7 separate regions of the Mus musculus genome follow, and all the other regions are linked to region 3. Evidence: chromatin contacts called from public HiChIP or PLAC-seq and promoter capture Hi-C data. All regions are on one chromosome and are shown on one strand. Each heading gives the region's core, a stretch centred on a gene start, on an enhancer-like site or on the middle of the called end of the contact. The rest is flanking DNA. Distances are from core to core; before and after follow the strand shown.

Evidence for each region. Promoter capture Hi-C pulls out the DNA fragments that hold promoters and counts their contacts. HiChIP or PLAC-seq counts read pairs in DNA pulled down with a chosen protein or histone mark. Capture Hi-C pulls out chosen DNA fragments and counts their contacts.
Region 1: a promoter capture Hi-C map of liver shows a contact between it and region 3, with 3 times the contacts expected there. The contact joins the promoter of Prkcsh here to the promoter of Icam4 in region 3. A contact is called at or near these places in 3 of 39 promoter capture datasets (liver and pre-B cells), 1 of 115 datasets of contacts at active chromatin or transcription factors (memory CD8 T cells) and 1 of 9 other capture datasets (adipose tissue).
Region 2: a contact with region 3 is called in an HNF4G HiChIP or PLAC-seq map of pancreatic cancer cells. The contact joins the enhancer-like site here to the promoter of Icam4 in region 3. A contact is called at or near these places in 2 of 39 promoter capture datasets (liver and pre-B cells), 2 of 484 Hi-C or Micro-C datasets (Th1 cells and muscle stem cells), 1 of 115 datasets of contacts at active chromatin or transcription factors (pancreatic cancer cells) and 1 of 9 other capture datasets (liver).
Region 4: a contact with region 3 is called in a promoter capture Hi-C map of erythroid cells, with 9 times the contacts expected there. The contact joins the promoter of Swsap1 here to the promoter of Icam4 in region 3. A contact is called at or near these places in 1 of 39 promoter capture datasets (erythroid cells) and 1 of 484 Hi-C or Micro-C datasets (CD8 T cells).
Region 5: a promoter capture Hi-C map of liver shows a contact between it and region 3, with 2.5 times the contacts expected there. The contact joins the promoter of Yipf2 here to the promoter of Icam4 in region 3. A contact is called at or near these places in 3 of 39 promoter capture datasets (liver, neutrophils and pre-B cells), 2 of 115 datasets of contacts at active chromatin or transcription factors (large pre-B cells and pancreatic cancer cells) and 2 of 9 other capture datasets (liver and macrophages).
Region 6: an HNF4G HiChIP or PLAC-seq map of pancreatic cancer cells shows a contact between it and region 3. The contact joins the promoter of Ldlr here to the promoter of Icam4 in region 3. A contact is called at or near these places in 2 of 115 datasets of contacts at active chromatin or transcription factors (memory CD8 T cells and pancreatic cancer cells) and 2 of 9 other capture datasets (liver and pancreatic islet).
Region 7: a contact with region 3 is called in a promoter capture Hi-C map of liver, with 3 times the contacts expected there. The contact joins the promoter of Angptl8 here to the promoter of Icam4 in region 3.

The regions. Positions count from the first base shown.
Region 1 is chr9:22,001,591-22,004,679 of GRCm38.p6, forward strand. Prkcsh (protein kinase C substrate 80K-H) reads left to right here and starts at 1,398. Exons shown (of 18, transcript NM_008925.2): 1 at 1,398-1,498; 2 at 1,809-1,947; 3 at 2,087-2,203; 4 at 2,908-3,003. The coding sequence starts at 1,869. It overlaps Ccdc151 (coiled-coil domain containing 151), which reads right to left and starts at 1,044. Exons shown (of 13, transcript NM_029939.3): 1 at 656-1,044. The coding sequence starts at 884.
Region 2 is chr9:21,750,864-21,754,095 of GRCm38.p6, forward strand. No RefSeq gene overlaps it. Among named protein-coding and RNA genes, the nearest start is that of Spc24, 7.8 kb to the right of the region's middle. Within about 2 kb of position 1,853, at least 133 of the 459 cell types and tissues checked have an H3K27ac peak or open chromatin away from gene starts, as enhancers often do. A contact at or near this core is called in liver, muscle stem cells and pancreatic cancer cells, where this site is marked.
Region 3 is chr9:21,027,631-21,030,773 of GRCm38.p6, forward strand. It overlaps Icam4 (intercellular adhesion molecule 4, Landsteiner-Wiener blood group), which reads left to right and starts at 1,802. Exons shown (of 3, transcript NM_023892.3): 1 at 1,802-2,193; 2 at 2,307-2,612; 3 at 2,752-2,966. The coding sequence starts at 1,824. The coding sequence ends at 2,864. It overlaps Icam1 (intercellular adhesion molecule 1), which reads left to right. Exons shown (of 7, transcript NM_010493.3): 6 at 1-50; 7 at 141-1,184. The coding sequence ends at 316.
Region 4 is chr9:21,954,127-21,957,138 of GRCm38.p6, forward strand. It overlaps Swsap1 (SWIM type zinc finger 7 associated protein 1), which reads left to right and starts at 1,627. Exons shown (of 2, transcript NM_025870.1): 1 at 1,627-1,878; 2 at 2,551-3,012. The coding sequence starts at 1,636. Gm45914 (predicted gene, 45914) reads right to left here and starts at 1,880. Exons shown (of 1, transcript NR_132099.1): 1 at 1,158-1,880.
Region 5 is chr9:21,591,508-21,594,730 of GRCm38.p6, forward strand. Yipf2 (Yip1 domain family, member 2) reads right to left here and starts at 1,324. Exons shown (of 8, transcript NM_138303.2): 1 at 1,021-1,324; 2 at 554-711; 3 at 393-473; 4 at 1-7. The coding sequence starts at 1,051. It overlaps Timm29 (translocase of inner mitochondrial membrane 29), which reads left to right and starts at 1,215. Exons shown (of 2, transcript NM_178619.4): 1 at 1,215-1,563; 2 at 1,643-3,223. The coding sequence starts at 1,452. The coding sequence ends at 2,331.
Region 6 is chr9:21,722,278-21,725,361 of GRCm38.p6, forward strand. Ldlr (low density lipoprotein receptor) reads left to right here and starts at 1,299. Exons shown (of 18, transcript NM_010700.3): 1 at 1,299-1,567. The coding sequence starts at 1,501. It overlaps Gm26511 (a long non-coding RNA gene), which reads right to left and starts at 1,079. Exons shown (of 4, transcript XR_001779098.2): 1 at 1-1,079.
Region 7 is chr9:21,834,126-21,837,001 of GRCm38.p6, forward strand. It overlaps Angptl8 (angiopoietin-like 8), which reads left to right and starts at 1,385. Exons shown (of 4, transcript NM_001080940.1): 1 at 1,385-1,689; 2 at 1,791-1,952; 3 at 2,718-2,827. The coding sequence starts at 1,393. The region is part of intron 14 of Dock6 (dedicator of cytokinesis 6); the gene reads right to left.

The DNA.
Region 1 (3,089 bases), core at 148-2,647, 970 kb after region 3:
TATGCAGAGCAAGGATTCAGACCCCAGAGAAACAAACTCTCTTTGGGCTGAAGATATAACTCAGCAAAGTGCTTGAGTAGCATGAATAGAGCCCTGGGTTCCAGCCTCAGCACCGCATGATGCCCGCATGGTGGCACATGCCAATCACCCAAAAAGGTGGAGCTAGGTCTCCTTTGAGTTCAAGCTAGCCTGGGCCACATGAGGCTAACTCTCAAAAATAATTTAATAAATAAATAAAATTTGGGTGGGAGGGATAATGGCTCAGTGGTTAAGGACATTTGCTGCTCCTGCAGAGCGAGGAAGGTTGTTAGTCTCAAGCACCCACATTGGTCAGCTCATAAACACCTGTAACTCTAGCTCCAAGGGATCCAATGCCTTCTCCTGGCATCTGAGAGTACTGCACTCTGCCCACAGAAACGCAAAACAGAACAATAAATAAAGAAAAACAAACTCTAGAATCTGTGCTTTTCACTCACCCATATGCACATTAGAAGAGGTAATAGTACAAAGAAATGGGAAAGAAAGATAAGATTTGAGTGTTTGTTTCAAGTTGGTCACATAGACTCGTGCTGGAGAAACACATAGCGCCTACTCAGAAGACCTGGTGGGCACGGTTGATCCCGGATCCTTCGGTGCAGTCTGCAGCCATACTTACCTAACAGTTGGATTTTTCTTTGTAACTCAAGCACCTGTGCGTGCACAGAAGACTTCATTGCATGGAAGGAGGTTGCTGACTTGGGATGATGTGCAGGCCAGGCCTGTGCCCGGCCCATAGACTTGCTTCGGTGAACCTTACTGCCTTTGGCTTTGGAAGAGGGCGCTGGAGCTTGCTCCGGGCTAGTCACCGTGGTGGTCGCGGCTGCCCAGCACAGGGGGGACGTCATGGTGATCGGGTTAAGGTCGGGAAGCCTCTAAGGGGTAGGAGAATAACTACAAGTTGGCCTCTATAATCCAGGATCCTAAACGCTGGTTCCCTAGGCTCTGGGAATGCACTTCTGCTAACTGCCTGGCTGCGGGCCTCTTAGCATCTCCCGGTTGCTAAGTAACTTCCTCCCCCCGCCCACGTTCCCAAGGAAACCGCCCGCGTTACACTCCACTGCTCTTATTGGCTGACTCGGTTCGGAGGGGCGGTCCCACAAAGAGGCCCAGCGAAAGAGAGGCGCGAGCGTAGCGGTCACGTGACGCCTGCGTGTTCGCTGGCAGTGGCCAGTAACCCGCCACTCCCAAGATGGAGGCACGTTACGCCGCCATTAAGCGCTACACTTCCGATCTGTTCTAAGGTTAGGTCTTCATGTTCCTACTCAAGATGGCCGCCTCAGCGCCCGCACACGCACTCTTGCCACTCCTAACATGGCGTCCCGGAGTTGCCGTTCGCCAAGAGGGATGAGCAAAACGGAAGTGACGTATCCGGAGCGTTCCGTTCTCTTATTCTACTGCAGGAACCGTGGCTGCTGAGCTAACCTGGTGTGGTGGCTATTGACCTTTGCCTCTACCTCGCGTAGGTGATGAAGTAGCGATGGGAGGAAGGCACCCTAGTTTCTTATAGGTTGCAGCAGGGTGGGTGGTGTGGAGGGATCGTAAATCCTTTGAACCTTTGGCGGGAGTTGCCCATTTCACCTCTTTACCGAGAGACCTATGGTTTTGAGTTCACTTTGAGACTCTTCCACTGGCTCGGGGCGGAGAGACGCCCCTTGCCCTTGCACTTCCAACTCCGATTGTGCCCTCCTTTTCCGGAAGCAGTGGTGAGGCCGGTCTTGGGTAAGCTGCCTTCTCCCAATGATTAGATGCTTCTTCATTCTTTCCTACAGTGAGAGGCCATCGCGTATCTTCCTGCCGCATAACACACTTCCGGTCTCGGCCCGGACGGGATGCTGCTGCTGCTGCTACTACTACTACCCCTCTGTTGGGCTGTAGAAGTTAAGAGACCCCGGGGCGTTTCCCTCAGCAGTGAGTCTCTTCTTTGTGCATCGGGAGGGGCGTTTCAGCCTTTTTCCTCCGTTTCCCGTAGCATTTCAGCTGGTGAGTGAGTGGGACAGAGGTAATATTTATTTAAGATCTGAGCAGAGCTTCTTGTTTCCCTCACCAGACCATCACTTCTATGAAGAATCTAAACCTTTCACCTGTTTGGACGGCACAGCCACCATCCCATTCGATCAGGTGAACGACGACTACTGCGACTGTAAGGACGGTTCAGATGAGCCTGGTGAGCGTTTGCATTTGCCCATCGCCCATTAAATGAGCCTGCTAAGCGCAGATGCCCCAAAGAACTTGGATCTCACTCTCCTGTTGCTTCCTGCTCAGTGAGCAGAAGCAGGCACAGAAACAAGATCCCTGTTGGCTTGGATTAGCTGAGGGGCAGTGTTTGTAGGTGCCAGTCCTGGTTTCCATTCCCTATCAAAGGAACAAATGTCCAGGTGTATGACCAAGTCAGCAAATGTCATTGCAGGAACCATGAATGGCATTCAGGAGGAGGTGAGGTTTCGAGTCAGGAAGAGCCAACAGAAGACCCTCTCAGAAGTGGGAGGAGGAGGGAAACTGAATGGCCTTCTAGGGATTGATGAAGGCAAAGAGGAGTGGAGGGGAGTTGCCTGGCCTTTTTGAAGGGCCTCCGGAGAAGCTGGGGAATACTGGAGGATTGTGTTGCTGGCCCCTGAAGATACAGTTTCTTCTTGGTTGTGCTTTAGTTTATTTTTGTTCTGGAGACACAGTCTCTGGTGGCCCAGCCTGGCCTTGAGCACACAGTGTAGCTGAGAATGACCTGGACCACGGGTTATCCTGTGATCACCACCAGAGTGCTGGGATTACAGACGTGCACCACCACACCCGAGTTACACTTACTTTGCTGGAGCCCCCCACAAACAAATGTGGCGTGGGGAACACGCATCAAACTTTTTTTTTTTCCTGTAGGCACAGCTGCTTGTCCCAATGGCAGCTTTCACTGCACCAACACTGGGTACAAGCCCTTGTACATCCTCTCCAGCCGGGTCAATGATGGGGTATGTGGTAAGTGCAGTGCGGGTCCTCCCAGGATCTGGGGAAGGTCGGGCCAGCCAGGGGGAGACCTCACCCACTCTGCTCTTGGCCCTTAC
Region 2 (3,232 bases), core at 603-3,102, 720 kb after region 3:
AGAGGCATTATTCTCTGTCTCACACATCCACGAGGGATGATGAAGGTGAGCACACTAACCAAAGAGCAAGTCTTTTTTTTTTTTTTAAGATTTATTTATTTATTTATTTATTTATTTATGGTTTTTCGAGACAGGGTTTTACAACCATCAGGAATGAGATTTGACACCCTGTTCTGGTGTGTCTGAAGACAACTACAATGTACTTCCATATAATAAATAAATCTTAGCCAGGTGTGGTGGCTCACGCCTTTAATCCCAGTACTTGGGAGGCAGAGGTAGGCGGATTTCTGAGTTCGAGGCCAGCCTGGTCTACAGAGTGAGTTCCAGGACAGCCAGGGCTACATAGAGAAAACCCTGTCTCGAACTCCCTCCCCTCCCCCTGAAGGGAAAAAAGAAAAGAAAAATTCAGGGAAAGAGTCTTGGGGAAACAGAACAGGAATGGAGATACACTAGACAAACAACCTGGCTCCGACCCTGGCTCTGCTGTAGTTTTCTGTGTGACCCTGTGCACTTCAGAGCCTCGTTAGCCCAGTAATTCCACCTTCTGCCAGACTGGTGGGACCTCTACCCAGGCCTGCCATCTCCTCTGAATCCACGGGGTGGCACATCCGTCCTTCCTTCTGCCCTTTGTTTGGGGCAAGAGCCAAACTGCCTCAGAGAGAAAGTGGAGAAGCAAGTGGCCTGGAAAGCCCGTGGCTTCACAGGCCTTCAAGGACTGCCTCCCTGAGTCATGGTGCTGGCATGTGTGGCTAACAGCATGGTGGAGCTTCCACGTCCTGGGAGTTAACAGACTGGAGAGCAGGTGTGGGGCTCCCACGGGACATCATGCATGGAAGGTGATGGACTGACTTTCTTCTTCTCAAGACAAGGGTTTCTCTGTGTGGTTCTGGCTGTTGTAGAACTCCCTCTGTAGACCAGGCTGGCCACGAACTGGAGATCTGCCTGCCTCTGCCTCCAGGGTGTGGGATTAAAGTGGAGTGCCACCACCCATTGGTGAGCATTTCTGATCCTGGGCTTCAGCTTTTATTTTCAAGGCCCTGCAAAGCCAAGTGTCCTCACCCGTACCTGTCACCCTACCCCTGGGGAGGTGGAGGCAGGAAGATCAGGAGTTCAAGGTCATCCTCCCCTACATAGTGAGTTTCAGACCAACCTGGGGCCCATGACTCTGTCTTAAAAACACTTTACTTACCAACAGGCACTGAAGGGCTGGTGTTTAACTCACTGTGCAGTGCCTACCTAGCGAGGGGAATGGGAGGTACTTGGGTCAGGGTCCCCTTTTCTGCTCTCCCGTCTTCTTTGCCTGCAGTTCTCTGGGCTCAGAATAGCAATCAGTGAAAGACCTGGATGTGTACCCGTGTGTGCAGTACCTATCTGACCCAGGGTGGGCAAGTGATGGTGGTCTTGCCTGCCTCGTCTCTGTGGATTCAGTTCTGCCCAGGACAAGAATGGCAGGCAGCAGCTGATTTCTGACACACGAACTGCTGTTCCCCGCTGACCACCAGCCCCCCAGGCTGTGGTCCCTTCCAACTCACAGTGTCTGAGCCCACAGCTGTGTGTGGTGAGCCAGCTTGGAGCCCCAGCGGGAATGGCACGGGGGAGACAGTGGGAAGGGTGCTCTGCTAGGCAGCCAGCATTCCCCAGCGCCCGCTGCGGCTCCAGCTCCCACTGTGGTTTTCTGAGATTAAGTTCTCAGGAATATCACTCCTACTCAGCCTGCCTGGGGAAAGTCTCCCTAGATTTCCTGTGTCTTGTCTGACACCCCTACTCGAATCTGCTTCCTGCCCTAGAGGAGCTCTGTCCTTCCCTTGTCCCGCCCTTTGGCCAGGCCTTGTAGGGAGTGTGTGGGAGAAGCTTGGAGCTTAATTAGATCAGTCTCTTACTCAGCAGAGCCACTGGCTGTCTGGAAAATCTTCCCCCTATACTGTGGACTGCAGGCCCAGATTGATCAAGATGCTTTCTGCGGTTGCCTGGTGGCAGTCCTTAGCTTGCTCCCAGCTTAGCATTATTCTGTGTCACCATCTCTACCCTCCCAGCCTCCCCCCCCCCCCCCAGCATTTTATCCCCTGTCACTTCCTTATTGCCAGGTGTGCTGACCTCCTTCCTAGCAGGAGATTGAGAGTCCCCCCACCCCCACCCCCACCCCGGAGCTCAAACACCTACCAGGTGTGAAACCTGAGACAAATCTCCAGCCTGGGTTTAGTTTCCATTTCCAGATGATGCGCGCAGCCAGGCATACTTCCATAGCTCCAGCCACTTACAAGTATGGCTGCCACAGAACCATTCAGCCAGCAGGAGCCTGAATGTGCTTGTGGCTCAAAGGGTAGGTAAGGGCGCTTGTCTTCCAAGCCTGGTGATCGAGTTTGATCTGGTCGTAATCCTTGTAAAGGTGAGAGAACTGATCCCTTACCTCTCACAAGCATGCCTGCACCCCGGGGCCTGCACTTACCTCCCTACATACTGTGACTCTCCATACAGACACACAGTAAAAAGGACCTATTAGGAGGTCCCGAGATCCAGGTGAGAGTGGCCCCAACAACAGAGGTCACAGGTAGAGTCCAAGTGTGGTCATGCCCATAACAGACAACCGATCCTGTCCCCCACACCAGCCCAGCTTTTTTTTTTTTTTTAAAGATTTACTTATTTTACTTATATGAGTACACTGTAGCTGTCTTCAGCCACACCAGAAGAGGGCATCAGATCCCATGACAGATGGTTGTGAGCCACCATGTGGTTGTTGCGATTTGAACTCAGGACCTCTGGAAGAGCAGTCAGTGCTCTTAACCACTGAGCCATCTCTCCAGCCTCCAGCCCAGCCCTTGTGTCATGAGGAGACAGCCTTCAAATCTGGCTGCCTGGCTCCTCCTGCTCATTTCCTAGGTCTATGCATCTTTCCTGCTTAAGGAAACAGCTCTTAACTGCAGCTAACCCCAACAGAAAGAGGGAGAGACTGGAGAAAGGGGCTGGCCACCTGCTGGGTGCTCTTACCACTGTCCTAAAAAACCACCTAGTCCTGGTGACACTTCAGAGGAAGACACTATGTGCCTTAGGGATTGGTGGCAGTAGAACACAGGTGAATGGGTCAACCCCTGGACTTCATATAATGTCTTGGGACTTAAGGGAAATGGCCAGATGGATCCGTCCCTCAGTTTACCTCATCTGTAAATTAGATTCAGGACTGCTCCTCCTTCTGGCTGGTTCTCTTAGAAGGAGCAAGTCAGGCTGTGGGTAGGAA
Region 3 (3,143 bases), core at 552-3,051:
CTTTAGCTCCCATGGGAATGTCACCAGGAATGTGTACCTGACAGTACTGTGTGAGTATCCCAGGATATAAGGCTGGATGAGGGGTGGGCTAGGTGCCAGGGCCTCAAGTCTCACCATTCCCTTCTGTCTCTACCACACAGACCACTCTCAAAATAACTGGACTATAATCATTCTGGTGCCAGTACTGCTGGTCATTGTGGGCCTCGTGATGGCAGCCTCTTATGTTTATAACCGCCAGAGAAAGATCAGGATATACAAGTTACAGAAGGCTCAGGAGGAGGCCATAAAACTCAAGGGACAAGCCCCACCTCCCTGAGCCTGCTGGATGAGACTCCTGCCTGGACCCCCTGCAGGGCAACAGCTGCTGCTGCTTTTGAACAGAATGGTAGACAGCATTTACCCTCAGCCACTTCCTCTGGCTGTCACAGAACAGGATGGTGGCCTGGGGGATGCACACTTGTAGCCTCAGAGCTAAGAGGACTCGGTGGATGGAGCAAGACTGTGAACACGTGTGACCCGGACCCACCTACAGCCCGGTGGACCTTCAGCCAAGAAACGCTGACTTCATTCTCTATTGCCCCTGCTGAGGGGCTCCTGCCTAAGGAAGACATGATATCCAGTAGACACAAGCAAGAAGACCACACTTCCCCCCGACACAGGAAAGCTGAGACATTGTCCCCAACTCTTCTTGATGTATTTATTAATTTAGAGTTTTACCAGCTATTTATTGAGTACCCTGTATATAGTAGATCAGTGAGGAGGTGAATGTATAAGTTATGGCCTGGACCCTGCTGCAGATGCTGTGAGAGTCTGGGGAAAGATCACATGGGTCGAGGGTTTCTCTACTGGTCAGGATGCTTTTCTCATAAGGGTCGACTTTTTTCACCAGTCACATAAACACTATGTGGACTGGCAGTGGTTCTCTGCTCCTCCACATCCTGGAGCGTCCCAGCACCTCCCCACCTACTTTTGTTCCCAATGTCAGCCACCATGCCTTAGCAGCTGAACAATCGAGCCTCATGCTCATGAAATCATGGTCCCAGGCGGCTCCACCTCAAAGAGAAAGCCTGGAAGGAAATGTTCCAACTCCTTAGAAGGGTCGTGCAAGCTGCTGTGGGAGGGTAAGCACCCCTCCCAGCACAGAAACCTTTCCTTTGAATCAATAAAGTTTTATGTCGGCCTGAGTGTCTTGTGAGTTTGTGTACAGTCATCACATCAGTTAGGCAAAGCCCTAAGGACTGCCGACTCCCATAATGCCTCAGGGTTGTCTGGTAACCTAACCCTAACTCTGAGTCTGTGGATCAGGTTGGTCCCCACCCCCACCCCCTTTCTTTTTTGAGACAGGTTCTCTTTGTGGCCATGGATGTCCTGAAATCTGCTATGTGGAATGGGCTGGCCTTGACTTCACAAAGATGGGCCAACCTGTCTCCTGAATGCTAGGACTAAATGACAAAGCCACTGCCATGTCTAGTAAAATCTACGTTAGATAGACAGGGTTTCCCAGTGTAGATCAGGATGGCCTTGAACTTACAGAGATCTGCCTCCCTGGGAGTGCTGGGATCAAAGGCATGTGCCATCACCAAGCGTTATTTTATTTTTTAATTTTTAAAGACTTCTTGGGGCTTACGTAAAAACTAAAGAGCAGGTCCAGAACTGTGCAATGGCTTTTGGTTGATTGTAGGGTCTGATGGGAGGGGAGGCAGGTATCTTCATCAGGGCCGGCCGAGGCCCATTCTGGGGCGTGGCCAGGGTGCCTTCTTATCTCCTGCGGCCAGCCTAAACTCCCTGGCGTTCCGCCCGCACTTCAGCGCGGGCTTTGTGCCATGGAGTCTGCCCTTCTGCTCCCGTCGCTTTTGCTGGTGGCTGCCTATCCGAGGGGTGGGAGCCCCCAGCAAGAGTGGATGCAAAGTCCTCCCGCGCCTTCCGTGACCTCAGCACCTTTCTGGGTGCGTCTTAATCCAGAGCTAGAGGCCGTGCCTCCCGGGGGCTCAGCGTGGCTTAACTGCAGCCACAACTGCCCCCTGCCGGTGCATTCCAGCCTGCGCACCCAACTGCGGCAGGGAAAGATAGTTAATGGATCCGGCTGGGTATCTTACCAGCTACTGGATGTGAGGGCCTGGAATTCCAAGGTGCGCTGCGTCGTCACTTGCGCAGGAGAAACCCGAGAGGCCACCGCCAGGATCACTGCTTACAGTGAGGGAGACCGGGGCTCAGGCCGGGCTGGGGTGAGGGGAGAGGGGTGGAGGAAGCGGATAGATGGTAATTGCTTTAAGGGGTGCCTGTGGGCCTTATCTCTCTTGCCTTAGAACGGCCCAGAAGCGTGATCTTGGAGCCTCCGGTCCTAGTGGGCCACAAGTACACTCTGCGATGCTATGTGACACACGTGTTCCCAGTGGGATTCTTGGTGGTGAGCCTGAGAAGAGGTGGCCGAGTGATTTATCATGAAAGCCTGGAGCGCTTCACCGGTTCAGATTTGGCTAATGTCACTTTGACCTACGTGATGCGGGCCGGACTCAACGACCTCTGGCAGCCACTCACCTGCCATGCGCGCCTCAATCTCGACGGGCTAGTGGTGCGCAGCAGCTCGGCACCTGTTATGTTGACAGTCCTCGGTGAGGCATCCTGTAATCCCAGGGAATGGGTGCGGGAGAGGGGATGTTGCCACTCCAAGGGGGCCTGCAGAACAGGCGTGGGCTCCACGCTTGGCGGTCCTCAGACCTCCTAGTTCCTGATTTTCACTCCTGCCCACAGCTTTAAGCCCAGCCTCTATAGCCTTGGCCTCTACCTCCATCGCAACCCTGGTGGGGATCCTCCTGGCTGTGGGGGCTGTCTACGTGCGCAAGTACCTGGCTGTGCAGACTTAGTTATAGATCTGTTTTCGATGCCTGACAAGAGGGAGGGGAAAAGAACTTCAGAGTAATTAATTCAGAGACTCTTATTGAAACAATAAAGTCTTCCTCCTCAGTCTCTGCCTTACGGTTCTTGGAGAAAGTGGTTTCTTTTTTAAGGTACCTTACTTTTTCCAAATTCCTTACGTAGGGGCTGAAGATTAGTAGATTAGAGGTAGTACTGGAGGAAACAACACCTTGAAATTTCTCCTTCAAGGCCAGCATGGGGTCCTAGAACCCGAGTTCCTCTGCGTA
Region 4 (3,012 bases), core at 377-2,876, 930 kb after region 3:
AAAGTTAGATGACAGGCCTCTTAAAGGGCCCTCATACAGGGAACCTGGGAGAGGTCTCAGTATGTACAGTGCAGGATGTACAGGCACGAGCCTGAGAGTCGACCCATTTAAACACTGGACACAGGATCGGTCTCGTGGTGGGGCTGTGACGGTCATCCAGTCTGACATACACAGCAGTGAACAAGACACACTGTGCAAATGAGCTAGAAGGTAAGGACTGACCTCCACACGCTAGGTGGCACAGGTAATCCTGCACACGCCCACACAAAAAAAGATTTTTAAAAAATCCCAGAAATCGGGGCCAGTGAGATGGCTTAGAGGACTCTTGCCACCAGCCCTGAAGATCTGTCATCCAGGGGCTGGCGAGATGGCTCAGCGGTTAAAAAACACTGACTGCTCTTCCAGAGGTCCTGAGTTCAATTCCCAGCAACCACATGGTGGCTCACAACCATCTACAATGGAATCTGATGATCTCTTCTGTCATGTAGGTGTACATGAAGACAGAGCACTCATATACATAAAATAAATAAATAAATCTTTTTTTAAAAATCTGTCATCCAGGGGACACACATGGTGGGGTAGAAAGAACTGCATCCCATCCCAGAAGTTGTCCTCAGAGTGCATGCACTCTGTGTCAATGGGAGTATATACACACTCACACCAACTAAATAAATGTAATCACCCCTCCCCCCATGGAGGGCAGAGTGCCTGCTCAGCATGGACAAAACCCCGAATTTCACCCCCAGCCTTGTATTAACTTATCATAGTGGCACAGGCTAAAATGTCTGGGACCCTACCAAAAAATAAAATTCCCCATATTCAACTATGCAGAGACAAGCAAACAGGTCTCTGTGAACTTTGCTTCGGTGACATCAGCAATTGTTCACACCAACGCATTACAATGATCACATGGAATCACAATATTCATTTTGCAGGTGGGCAAGCTAAAAGTCTGGTTATCATCATCATTATTATTATTTTTAAAGATAGGTGCTCATGTAACTCAGGCTGGTTGCAAACCTCAATATATATCTAAGGGAACCTACTTTTTTTTTTTTTTTTTTTTGAGACGGTTTCTCTAGACTGGCCTTGATCTTAAGAGATTCACCTGCCTCTGCCACTCAAGTACTGGAATTAAAGGTGCGCGACACCACCGACCGGCTTCTACTTTTTTTAATGTTTAGATTTATTTTTACATGAGTGTGTGTATAAGCGCGGGGCCATAAATATATGGGTGCCACGTGTCCGCGGAGTCCAGAAGAGGGCGTCGGATTCCCTCACACTGTACTTGTGCATGGCTGTGAATCACCTAGTAGATGGTGGGAACTGAACCCGGGTCTTTTGGAGGAGCAGCCAGTGCTCGTAACGACTGAGCCATTCTCTACAGCTCCGACCTAGAGCCTGGGCGTCTCTTTGGAGCACGTTTGGACCCTCGACCTTCCTTTCCTTTTAATCGATCACACGGCTTCTTGCAGCAATTCCCTCAAAGTACCCACTTCCTCCACGCTCCGTGTTTTGATCATTGGCTGACAGCTCCAGCGACGAACTTAGTCTGTGAACTATAGCCAATGAGGCCTCTGTGTGGGCGGGCCCAAGATGAGATATCGCTTTTGATTGGTCAGCGGCACTCAGCAAATGGCGGAGGCGCTGAGGCGGGTGCTGAATGCCGGCTGCGCGGCAAGGCCAGGAGAGGATGGCGCTGCCGGGCCGCCATTGCTGTTGCTCGGCGCTCCGCGCTCTGCGCAGACGTCGCTGCTGTTTGCAGCCGCCCTTGAGGCGGCAGGGGAAGGCCGCGGGTCCGTCCTCTTCGTGACGCGAAGGCCCCTTCAGAGCCTGCCGCTCAGTACACCCACAGCGCGAGAGCATTGGCGGCTCCAGGTAAACGGAGGGCTGGACCTGGCAATGCGTTACCCAATGGCGGGCTAGTTCGCGCCTGAGTGACAGTTCGATAGGCAAATGGCAGCGTGAATCGTAGATTCACAACTAAATCGTCATAAAGCGTCTGTGGAAGTGGTGGGTGGAAGAGGCGGAGTAGGGTCGTGGGACGGGACAGTGCGGGTTTAGTTAAGATGAAGTGAAAGACCGTCCTGTGGTCGGGCGGCATTGGTGAGCATGGGTGACAAACCAAAACAAACCACCAAAAACAACAACAAAAAAATACGGACTGGGATTAACTGAACAGAGAATTTACCTAACATGCGCGAAGCCCTGGGTTCTTTCTATCCCTTTAACCAGACTTGATAATATATGCCTGGGATTCAGTTCTCAGAAGTGTCAGGCCATCCTTGGCTACAAAACGCGTTTGCGATCATCCTGGGTCACATGAGGCCCTGTATTAAAGAAAAAAAATGTTTTTTCCTTAAATAATCTTGAGCAGTGACAACTGCTGGAGAAGGGCAGGTGACAAGGGTGAAGTATTTGAGCTGGTGCTTCATCCTGGAACTTTATATATGGACCATGAGAGCCTAGACCGGAAAGTATAGAAGTGAGGTAGCCATAATAGGGAGTTTTGACCTCCTATATTAAGTCTAGCCTTTTCCTATCTTCTAGAAGGTTCGTTTCCAGTACCCATCCTCAATTCAAGAGCTTCTCCAGCTGCTGGCCTCTGCCCATGAGGCCCCAGCACCGACCCCATCCCTTCTACTCCTGGACGGCCTGGAAGAATATCTCGCAGAGGATCCCAGTGCCCAGGAAGCCGCCTACTTGGCTGCATTGCTTCTGGATACTGCTGCCTTCTTTAGCCACCGTCTTGGAGCCAATGGCAGTTGTGGGCTTGTTGTGGCCCTTGAAACCCAGAAAGAAGCAGAGGCCGATGCCCCACATCTGCCATTACTTAAGCGATATTTTCCTGCACAGTGCTGGTTGCAGCCAGATGCCCTAGGCTTGGGACAGCATTGCTGCCTTCGAGCCAGCCTAGAGTTGGGCAAACTGAGCCCTAGGACAGAGTGGTCAGTGAGTTTCTTACCCTGTGGAGAGATGAAGGTCACCCCATGGCTTGCCCAGGCTTCTAAG
Region 5 (3,223 bases), core at 74-2,573, 560 kb after region 3:
CCAAGACCTGGAAAGCAAAGCCCAGGGTCTAGAATGAGAATCCTGGTGTTCTGAGAGGTGTCAGCACATCCTACTGAACAAGCTCGAACATGTCACCACTGTGAAGGTGGATTTCAGGCCTGTCACCTTGCTTTCAGCTTCTTGCAGCCTCTCCTCTCAAAGTAAGGACAGTCCCTAAGTTCTGGATGGTCTTGCAACTACATCTCCAGGATGTACCCTCTCACTGGACCTGGTCTATCATTAGAGGTTGGCTTGACTGGGAAACATTCTGGCTTTAAGTCACACACCTATCCACGCCTACTTTGTAACCTAGCTTTTGCCTTCCAGCCCCACCATACCCATTCAGTCCTCAAGTATAGTGGCTGGACTCCAAGCAACTCCAAGTGCCTTACCTGGGAGGTATCCACATCAAAAAAGCTCTGATAGTAGTCAAATGTCCAGAATCTGGGCTGTGGTTTTTCTTCCTGTAGAAGCTATAAGACAAAAGACTCAGAACTTGCCTGCTCAGCCAGGGTAAGAACAGAGGCAGATCATCGGGGCCTAGGAGACTCACTGATGTCTTGTCATCCTCTTCCTCCCCTACTTCAGCTCCATAGCCAATGCCTGAACCCACAACCACAGCCACGTGCTCTCGGGAGGTCAGCTCATCACTTTGGCTAGTAGTAGCTGCATCTGGGGTCTCTGCCAGAAGATTTGTGGCTTCCTCGAACTCTACGGAGAGGGAATATGGGCATAGGTGTTTGGAATCTGAAAATTCCTTTCATCAACTGGGGCTATGGCTGCCTTACCGCCGTCCCCTAAGGGCTGAGTTTCTTCAGTTTTGATGCATGGATAGGTCTGTCTACTAAGATGGGATTCAATTTAGGTCCTGTGCAGAATTGGACGCTGTGATGTGCCTTTTGAGTTCATGGAAGAAGCAGGAATTGAGTGCAAGATAAACCTGAGGTCTGGGTCCCAGCTGCCTGGGGTTCTAGCTTAGGACTGAGGTAGGAGCTCTGACCACTTCCGGGCTCCACTCACCGTGGAAGGCCAGTTCGTCAGCTGCTGCCATGACTCTTTAGAGGCGTCACCGCATCGCACTCTGTGGACAGAACCGCATCAATCCCACAGCCCTCCCCAAGACTGATGCTTCCGTCTGGACTCCTGCATGGAGCCTAATACACGGAATGGAACTTCAGCTCCAAGCTGGGTCCCTTCAGATGCACCCCACCTTCCTCACCTGAGCCTACCTAAGCTGGCGTGGCTATTGCTCTATGCGCGTGCGCGCCGCTCGACTTCCCTTCAGAGCCCACCCTTCTCCACACAACGGCAACATCCGTTTAGGTCCGTTTCCTATTGTCTTCCTGTGGGAAACTACTTCCTGTATCTTGCGCTTGCGCAGGATCTACTCTCCGGCCTTTTTCATTCCGACACTATGCGTTTCTACTCGGCTGAGGAACCGCAGGGAGACGATGGTGACAGCGGCTCTTAAGAGATTCTGGTCCGGTGGGCACGGTGAAGCGGGAGGAGAGGCCGGTGGTGCCACGACGGTGGCGGTTAAGCCAGGGCTGTGGACGCGACTGAGTGAGTAGTGGCAGAAGGCTGCAGGGTGGGTGGCTCGAGTGGTCGAGTCCTTGTCACCGCAGCTCTTTTTTCCCCTCAGGCACCTGGGCCGGCGCGCTGCTCCGGGACTACGCTGAGGCGTGCGGGGACGCGGCGGCTGCGGCGCGAGCTCGACCGGGCCGCGCGGCCCTGTACGTGGGGCTTCTGGGCGGCGCGGCTGCGTGCTGCGCGCTGGCGCCCAGTGAGGCGGCCTTCGAGGAGGCCTTGCTGGACGCATCGGGGTCACTGTTGCTCTTGGCACCGGCCACGCGCAACCGCCACTCGGAGGCGTTCCTGCAGCGCCTGCTGTGGCTGAGGGGCCGTGGGCGGCTGCGTCACGTGAACCTGGGCTTTTGCTCGCTGGTTTACGAAGCGCCCTTCGACGCCCAGGCCAGCCTCTACCAGGCCCGCTGCCGCTACCTGCAGCCACGCTGGGTGGACTTCCCCGGCCGGATCCTCGACGTGGGTTTCGTTGGCCGCTGGTGGATTCTGCAGAATCGCATGCATGATTGCGACATCAACGACGACGAGTTTCTCCATCTGCCCGCTCATCTCCGCGTCGTCGCGCCTCACCAGCTGCACTCAGAGGCCAATGAGAGGCTGTTCGAGGAGAAGTACAAGCCGATCATACTCACCGACGATCAGGTGGATCAGGCGCTGTGGGAGGAGCAGGTGTTACAGAAGGAGAGAAAGGATCGGCTAGCTTTGAGCGAGGCTGATTCACTGGTTCAGTCCGATGTTTCCAGATGAAACCCAGGATTGCCCCCGGGTCACCAGGCGCAGGCAAACTGTTGGCTGTGGATGGTGCAATTGGTGAGATGGGTAGAGATAAATGGCCCTTATTGTGATTTTATGGGAAGTCCTCACTCTGTCCGGTTAGCCGAAGAAACTTGGGGGCCTTACTGGTCTTAGAGATACAGAAGAGCTGAAGGACTGCTCTTAAACATGCTGAAGCACTTGACCTTACTGTGTTAATTGCCCCCAGATCTACTAGTAAGGAGCCTGTGCTGTGTAGCCTGTTGTAGCTGGGGATGTTCTTCACGGGTAGAGTGTTTGCCTAGCATGCCTGGGTTCCTGCACTGCCAAAACAGAACAGAAATGGGCTTTTAGTCTTGGGGGTTTTGTTTATTTGGTTCGTTTTTGAGAATGTGACTCCCATATGCCCAGTCTGGCCCTGACTCCTGCATTAGCTCTAGTGCACCACAGAGTACCCCGCCCATGCATTAGTCCTGTTCATGAACGGGGCTACAAAGATGTCCTGACTGCCAGTGACTTCCAAGATCCTAAGACCAATCCCCCAGCCCCCCTTTTGGTAGTGTGTATCAGTGAAGTTTTTTGAGGATAATGGTCTGGCCGTGTTGCCAAGGCTACTTGTTTAAAGAGTCCCGACTGTTCCTCCCTTCGGAGAACCTCGACTCAGTTCTCAGCAGCTTGATCTGTAACTCCAGGCCAGCGAATCAATCCAGCCTTCTCTTCTGGATTCCTTGTACACCAGGCAGGCACGTGGTGGTGCACAGACAAAACACCCACGCACATATGTTTAAAGATTCTCCTAAGTCATCCCCCAAGATCGGGACTAAAATCATGTGCCAGCTTGCCTGACCTCAGATCTCTCCTTTTCAGGTGGAGCTGAAATGTATGT
Region 6 (3,084 bases), core at 49-2,548, 690 kb after region 3:
ATCCCTAAGCCTTTGATTCATCAAAACTTCTCTATCCATGGCAGACAGCCTTCTGGTTTAGCCATCCAGTGTCAAGAGGGGAAAAAGGCCACATGTGGTTGGTTTTGCTTCGAGGGAAGAGATGCCCTTCTGTGTGTTCAACTCCTTGTAACAGGATAAAGCGGTACCAGCAGGTGCCTAAGGAAATAAACCAAAAATCAACATTTCTGTCAACACAGGAAGGAACCCATTGATTCTCAGATGAATTATTTAAAATAATTTCAACTTTAGCTTTGAAACAGGGTCTCTTGACAGGTGGTAGTGGGGTGGTAGTAAACACTCAACATTTAATCCCAGCACTCAGGAGTTAGAGGCAGGCAGATCTCTGAGTTCTAGGCCAGCCTGGTCTACAGAGTCCAGGACAACCAGGGCTACACAGAGAAACCTTGTCTTGAAAAACAAAACAAACAGAAACAGAAACAAAACAAAAGAAGAAAAGGAAAGAAAAGAAAGAAAGAAGGAAAGAAGAGGAGGAGGAAACAGAATCTGTGTAGCCCAGGCTAGTCTGGAACTTGCTGTCCAGACCAGTTTGGACTTTGCTCACAGAGATCTGCCTGCCTTCTTCCTAGTTTCAGTGTTACCATATCTTGCTATGGAATTCTTCCATTAATAATTATAATTATTCTAACTACTGGGTCCTACCCCCCAAACCAAGTAATGTTTCTTCTTTCTAATTAATTAATTAGTACAGGGGAGTGTGTGTGGAAGTTAGAGGACAATTTGCTGGAGTTGGTTCTGGTTCTCTCTCCTTCCAGTATGTGGATCCCTGGGATCAAACTCAGGTCTTCAGGCTTGCACCCTCACCCACTGAGCCAACTCGCTCACCCGCACACGCCGCCGCGTTTTATATACATTTCTCGCTGAGTGTTTGTGTTTATGGACGGATCCAGATAAAACCTGCAACTGTACTTGGGTCAGAAATCTATGTGCCCATTCCTAGACAGGAAAGCAAACTTGCTGCAAGAAGTGTAGGGGTCGGGGGTGGGAGGGGGCTTCGCATACTTCTGTTTTGCTTTGGAGGTGGAAAGGAAAGCGTCAGAAGGCGACCCAGGGTGTGGAAGGGCGTGGGTCGTCCCTTGAACACTCAAACAGCAACGCGGGCGGCTAAGTGTCCGGGAAGCGGTGAAATTCTGTGGGAGGAATTTGAGGAACTTCCCACTGCTGCGGGAGCTTCAGGGGTTAAAAGAGACGATGTCACATCGGCCGTTCCAAGCTCCTCCCCGCTCAGTGAGGTGAAGATTTTTGAAAATCACCCCATTGCAGACTCCTCCCCCGCCTGGAAACCTCGCCCCTAGTACTGGGAATGACTCTGGGCGTGCGGCGTAGTTTGCAGCCGGGACACCGTGAGGCTTGCGAGCCCAGATTCGCAGCCGAGACACCGTGGGGCCCGCGATCCAGTGTTTGCAGCGGGAACATTTCGGGGTCTGTGATCCGAGTGAGGACGCAACGCAGAAGCTAAGGATGAGCACCGCGGATCTGATGCGTCGCTGGGTCATCGCCCTGCTCCTGGCTGCTGCCGGAGTTGCAGGTAAGGCTTTGCGCCAGGAGCCTGCCCGGGGTCAGGGGCAGCCGTCCTGAACTCGGAGAGCCCCGAGTGGTTTTATTTTTGGTCGAGAAATACAACCATTCGTGCGAACTTGATGTGATGTCCTTCCCACGTGGCTGGAGGGAAGTGTTTTGGAAATAGGGTGCCAGAGCTGTAGGGGGTCAGAGTGGGTTTGGGGAGTCCGGTGGGTGCTCTCCCAAGTCAGAGGTGTCTTTCAGAGCTATGTGTGAGGGAATCCAAGAGGAGGGGTCCCATCATTCGTTTTAAGGGCTGGGGAGACCCAGGCCCAGCTGTTCAACTTTGGGGTCGCTAGTCGTAGTTACAGGACTTGGGGGTCTCCACACTGCACTCAAACCCGGCTACTGCCGCGTGCCCCAAAACTCCGCCCTAACCCCACCTCCCACCGCACCCCCGAGCTCCTATTGGGTGCAGCCGGAACAGGCGAGCCTCGAGCCACTCCCCTCGCCCAATGGAGGAAGAGGATGATGTTCAGGGGCGTGGCTTGCACGACCCTCCCGGGTGGGGTGGGGCTACACATCCGGGCCGGCTGGGTCCTCCTTGTGAGCCTTCAGTCCCTACCTTGTCCCTACTTCCCTGGTTTGGTGCAGATGTGCCTCAGGCAACCCAGACACCCGTAGCTGAGACCATCAGGCAGGGAGGGCCAGGGACCTGGCAAAGACTTTTGCAGGCCTGGTTCGTTCCCACTCTCTGAACGTGTAGGATTGGACAGATCCATAAAGTGGACTTTAGTTTTAGGAGAGGCGTTGGAATTTGGACAGGAAGGGAGATGGTGTTACAATCTCACCAACAACTTCTTTGCAGCACTGGGAAAAGTGCTCCACCTCTCCCTCACTTTATAGACAGGGTCTCATGTAGCCTAGGCTGGCCTATAAGTCACTGTGTAGTCTCTAGCCCCTAATTCTCCTGCCTCAGCTCGGGAGTGTTGGGATGACAGGCATGTGCCACCATGCCTGGATTTGGGGACACCATGGATAGAACCAGGGTCCATGAATGCCTGGGTTACTGCTTTTCTTGCAGTCAGCCTGGCTGGCCAAGAACATTTTAATTGCTTTTTCCTCCTCAGAACCAGCTTCGGTTCTGACCCCACAGGAGCTTGGCAGGAGTGCCCTTCAGTTAGCTGTGAGTAGCTGTCAACTGGACAATCCCTGGGGATGCTTCCTTGAGACAGCCTGGCTGAGCTGGGCATCCTGGGGCACACCTGTAGTCTCAGCACCTGGAAGGCAGAGGCAGGTGGATTCCTGTGATTTCCAGGGCAGGCAGGGCTATACAGTGAACCCTGGACTAAGAGAGAGGGAGAGGGGAGAGGTTGAACACTGAGACAAACACTTAGCTATCCTGTTATAATTGTAGACAAGGCTAGACCAGATACCCTGCTCAGCTTGCGTTTCACCCATCATTGCCTTCTTTAACAAGAAGAAAGAAAGAAAACCATTTTATAAAGTCTTGAGCAAGAGCTGAGGTTTCCCATCTCACCGGAA
Region 7 (2,876 bases), core at 135-2,634, 810 kb after region 3:
AGGCAAGTACTCTACCACCTGAGCCCTGGCTCCAGCCCCCGAGGGCCAGAGGTCTGGAGAAGTGGCTCAGCAGTTAAGGGTACGCACTGCTCTTTGAGAGGATCCAAGTTCAGTTCACAGCACCCACTTCAGTCAGCTCCAGGGGGACCTGATGCCTCTGGCCTCTTTGGACATCTCTGTTCAACCCTGCCCCCCAACAATAAATAAATAATTAAAAACATAAGGTGGTCCCACCAGTAGCCAGGTGGCAGACTGGCCTCCCGCAGCCCACACTACCACCTTATTGGCTCCCTGGAGTTATCTATAGGGTCTGTCTTTCAGATACAAAGAGAACCGGAACCTGGTCTTGCCTCTTCTCCCCAGCTGTAAGTGCACAAGCCCCAACCCTGTAGGCCCCCTTAAGCTGTGTGATGGAGGCATCTGGCCTGCTAGCTCAGCCTCTGAAGCTCTGTACCAACAACCAGTAACAGCGAGTCTCCACACAGAACAGTGAGTGGGTCTCTGTGACAGAGTCCTGTGACTCTCGGTGTCAAGCTCATCGCGAATGACTAACTTCACGGCCATTTTCTGTGGTGCTAGCGATGGAATGCTGAGTGCCCCGAAAGCCTTCTACCTCTGAGCATCACCTCAGCTCTTGTTTTCTTGCCATAAGAGAGGATCTAGTTCTGTAGCCCAGGCTGGCCTTGAACTCATGTTCCTCCTACCGCAACCTCAGAGTGTAACGTTCTATTTGCAAGGGAAGCAAGGCTGTTCCTTTGAGTGCGCAAAGTGGATGTTCAACAAATGCTTAGTACTACTTGTGGGACGCCTAGGTAGAGAAAATGGGTTGCAGTACTTGCCCTGTGTGTTCTAGGAAGTTAAATCGAAGTTAGCACAGATCATAAACCATGCGGGGAGTCAGGCTCCATGATCTCAGAAGGAGGATGTCTGTCATGTCACTTTTTCGCCCCTCCTCCACAGCTATTGGCCACACCCAGTGACCCCTGCATTAGCTGTCTGCAGGAAGGAGACAAGGCTGGAGCCCCTGGATGGCCCTTTGGGTGGCCCAGCAATACTGGGCCTGCTGTGTTGGATGTGAAGGGAGCCACGTTCTACACTTAGATGGGAAACTGAGGCTCAAGGCAGTGATATGCTCATACAGACACTGGCGCTGAGAGCTCTGGTCTGAGCTTGCCCACTACCTCCAACCCCCACACACAGCTGGCCCTGAGTTCTAGCAGCGTGATATCAGCATGGCCTGCTTAGCCATCAGTCTGATGCAATGGCTGAGCCTCCGCCAGGCCCTTGTGCAACCATGGCCGGTTAACCATTGACCAGGGGGGTCAATGGCAGCCTATGGAAATAAAAGGCAGCCGCAGCGGCCCGGGAACCACACCCACGAAACTGTCAGCCATGGCTGTGCTTGCTCTCTGCCTCCTGTGGACCTTAGCATCAGCAGTGCGACCCGCTCCAGTGGCCCCTCTGGGTGGTCCAGAGCCAGCTCAATATGAAGAGCTGACCCTGCTCTTTCACGGGGCCCTGCAGCTAGGCCAGGCCCTCAATGGCGTGTACAGAGCCACAGAGGCTCGCCTGACAGAAGCTGGGCACAGCCTGGGCCTCTATGACAGAGCACTGGAATTCCTGGGGACAGAAGTCAGGCAGGGCCAGGATGCCACACAGGAGCTTCGCACCAGCCTGTCGGAGATTCAGGTGAGCACTGGAGCTGGGTGTTGGTGGCAGGTAAGAGTCTGAGGAAATGGTAAACCCAGAACAGAGGAAACATACCCTGATGACACACCATCCTTGAGCAGGTGGAAGAGGACGCTTTACACCTTCGAGCTGAAGCCACAGCCCGATCACTGGGGGAAGTGGCCCGGGCCCAGCAGGCTCTGCGGGACACTGTACGGAGACTACAAGTGCAGCTGAGAGGCGCCTGGCTCGGTCAAGCCCACCAAGAATTTGAGACCTTAAAGGTAAGGGACTCCCAGGTCTGAGAGGGGTATAGCCTGCTTCTCAGAAAGAGGCCACCACTGAATCCTGGGCTAGAGGACCCTCCAGTTGTATATGGGGTTCCAGCCTCAGTGACCTTCTGGAAGTGACCTTTGCAAGTAAGGGCAAGAAGCAGGCACAGCTGTGGTTCTAGAACTCCAGAGGCAGGGGCAGGAGAAATAGAAGGTTAAAGGCAGCCTTGGCTACAAAGTTAGGCCAGCTGACTACATGGTGATACCTTGTCTCAAAGAGAACAAGAGAAAGAACAATCCTAGCACTGGGAATAAAGGCAGGTGTGTGTGTGTGTGTGTGTGTGTGTGTGTGTGGGTGTGTGTGGGTGTGTGTGTGTGTGGAGTCCAAGGTGATTTCTGGCTAGGTAGACATCCGGGTTAAGCTTGGGGTACATGAAGCCCTGTCTCAAAATATGTAAATGAATGAATGAGTAAGGGACCAACAAGGTAGTTAGTTCAGCAGGTAAAGGCTGCCAAGCCCATGACCTGAGATGGATTCCCAGGACCCACGCAGTCCTGGTGCTATGTATCAAGAAACCAATCAATATTGTTTGATGTGCATCTACAAACTATACAGAGCAAGTCCCATTTTAGATATACTTTACAAACAGGGAAACTGAGGCCAGAGGGTCTTGGACATTTGCTGGGCCCCATGGATGGTAACAGAGAAACTTGCAGTGGTCAGGAGATGGGAGGTGACCCAGATCTCCCAGCTAAGGTTTATATACTACCCCACAGGCTCGAGCTGATAAGCAGAGCCACCTCTTATGGGCTCTCACTGGCCACGTGCAGCGACAGCAGCGGGAGATGGCAGAGCAGCAACAGTGGCTGCGACAGATCCAGCAGAGGTGAGCCTGGTGGGATTACTCTGGGGTAGCAGTGGAAGTTGCCTAGGTC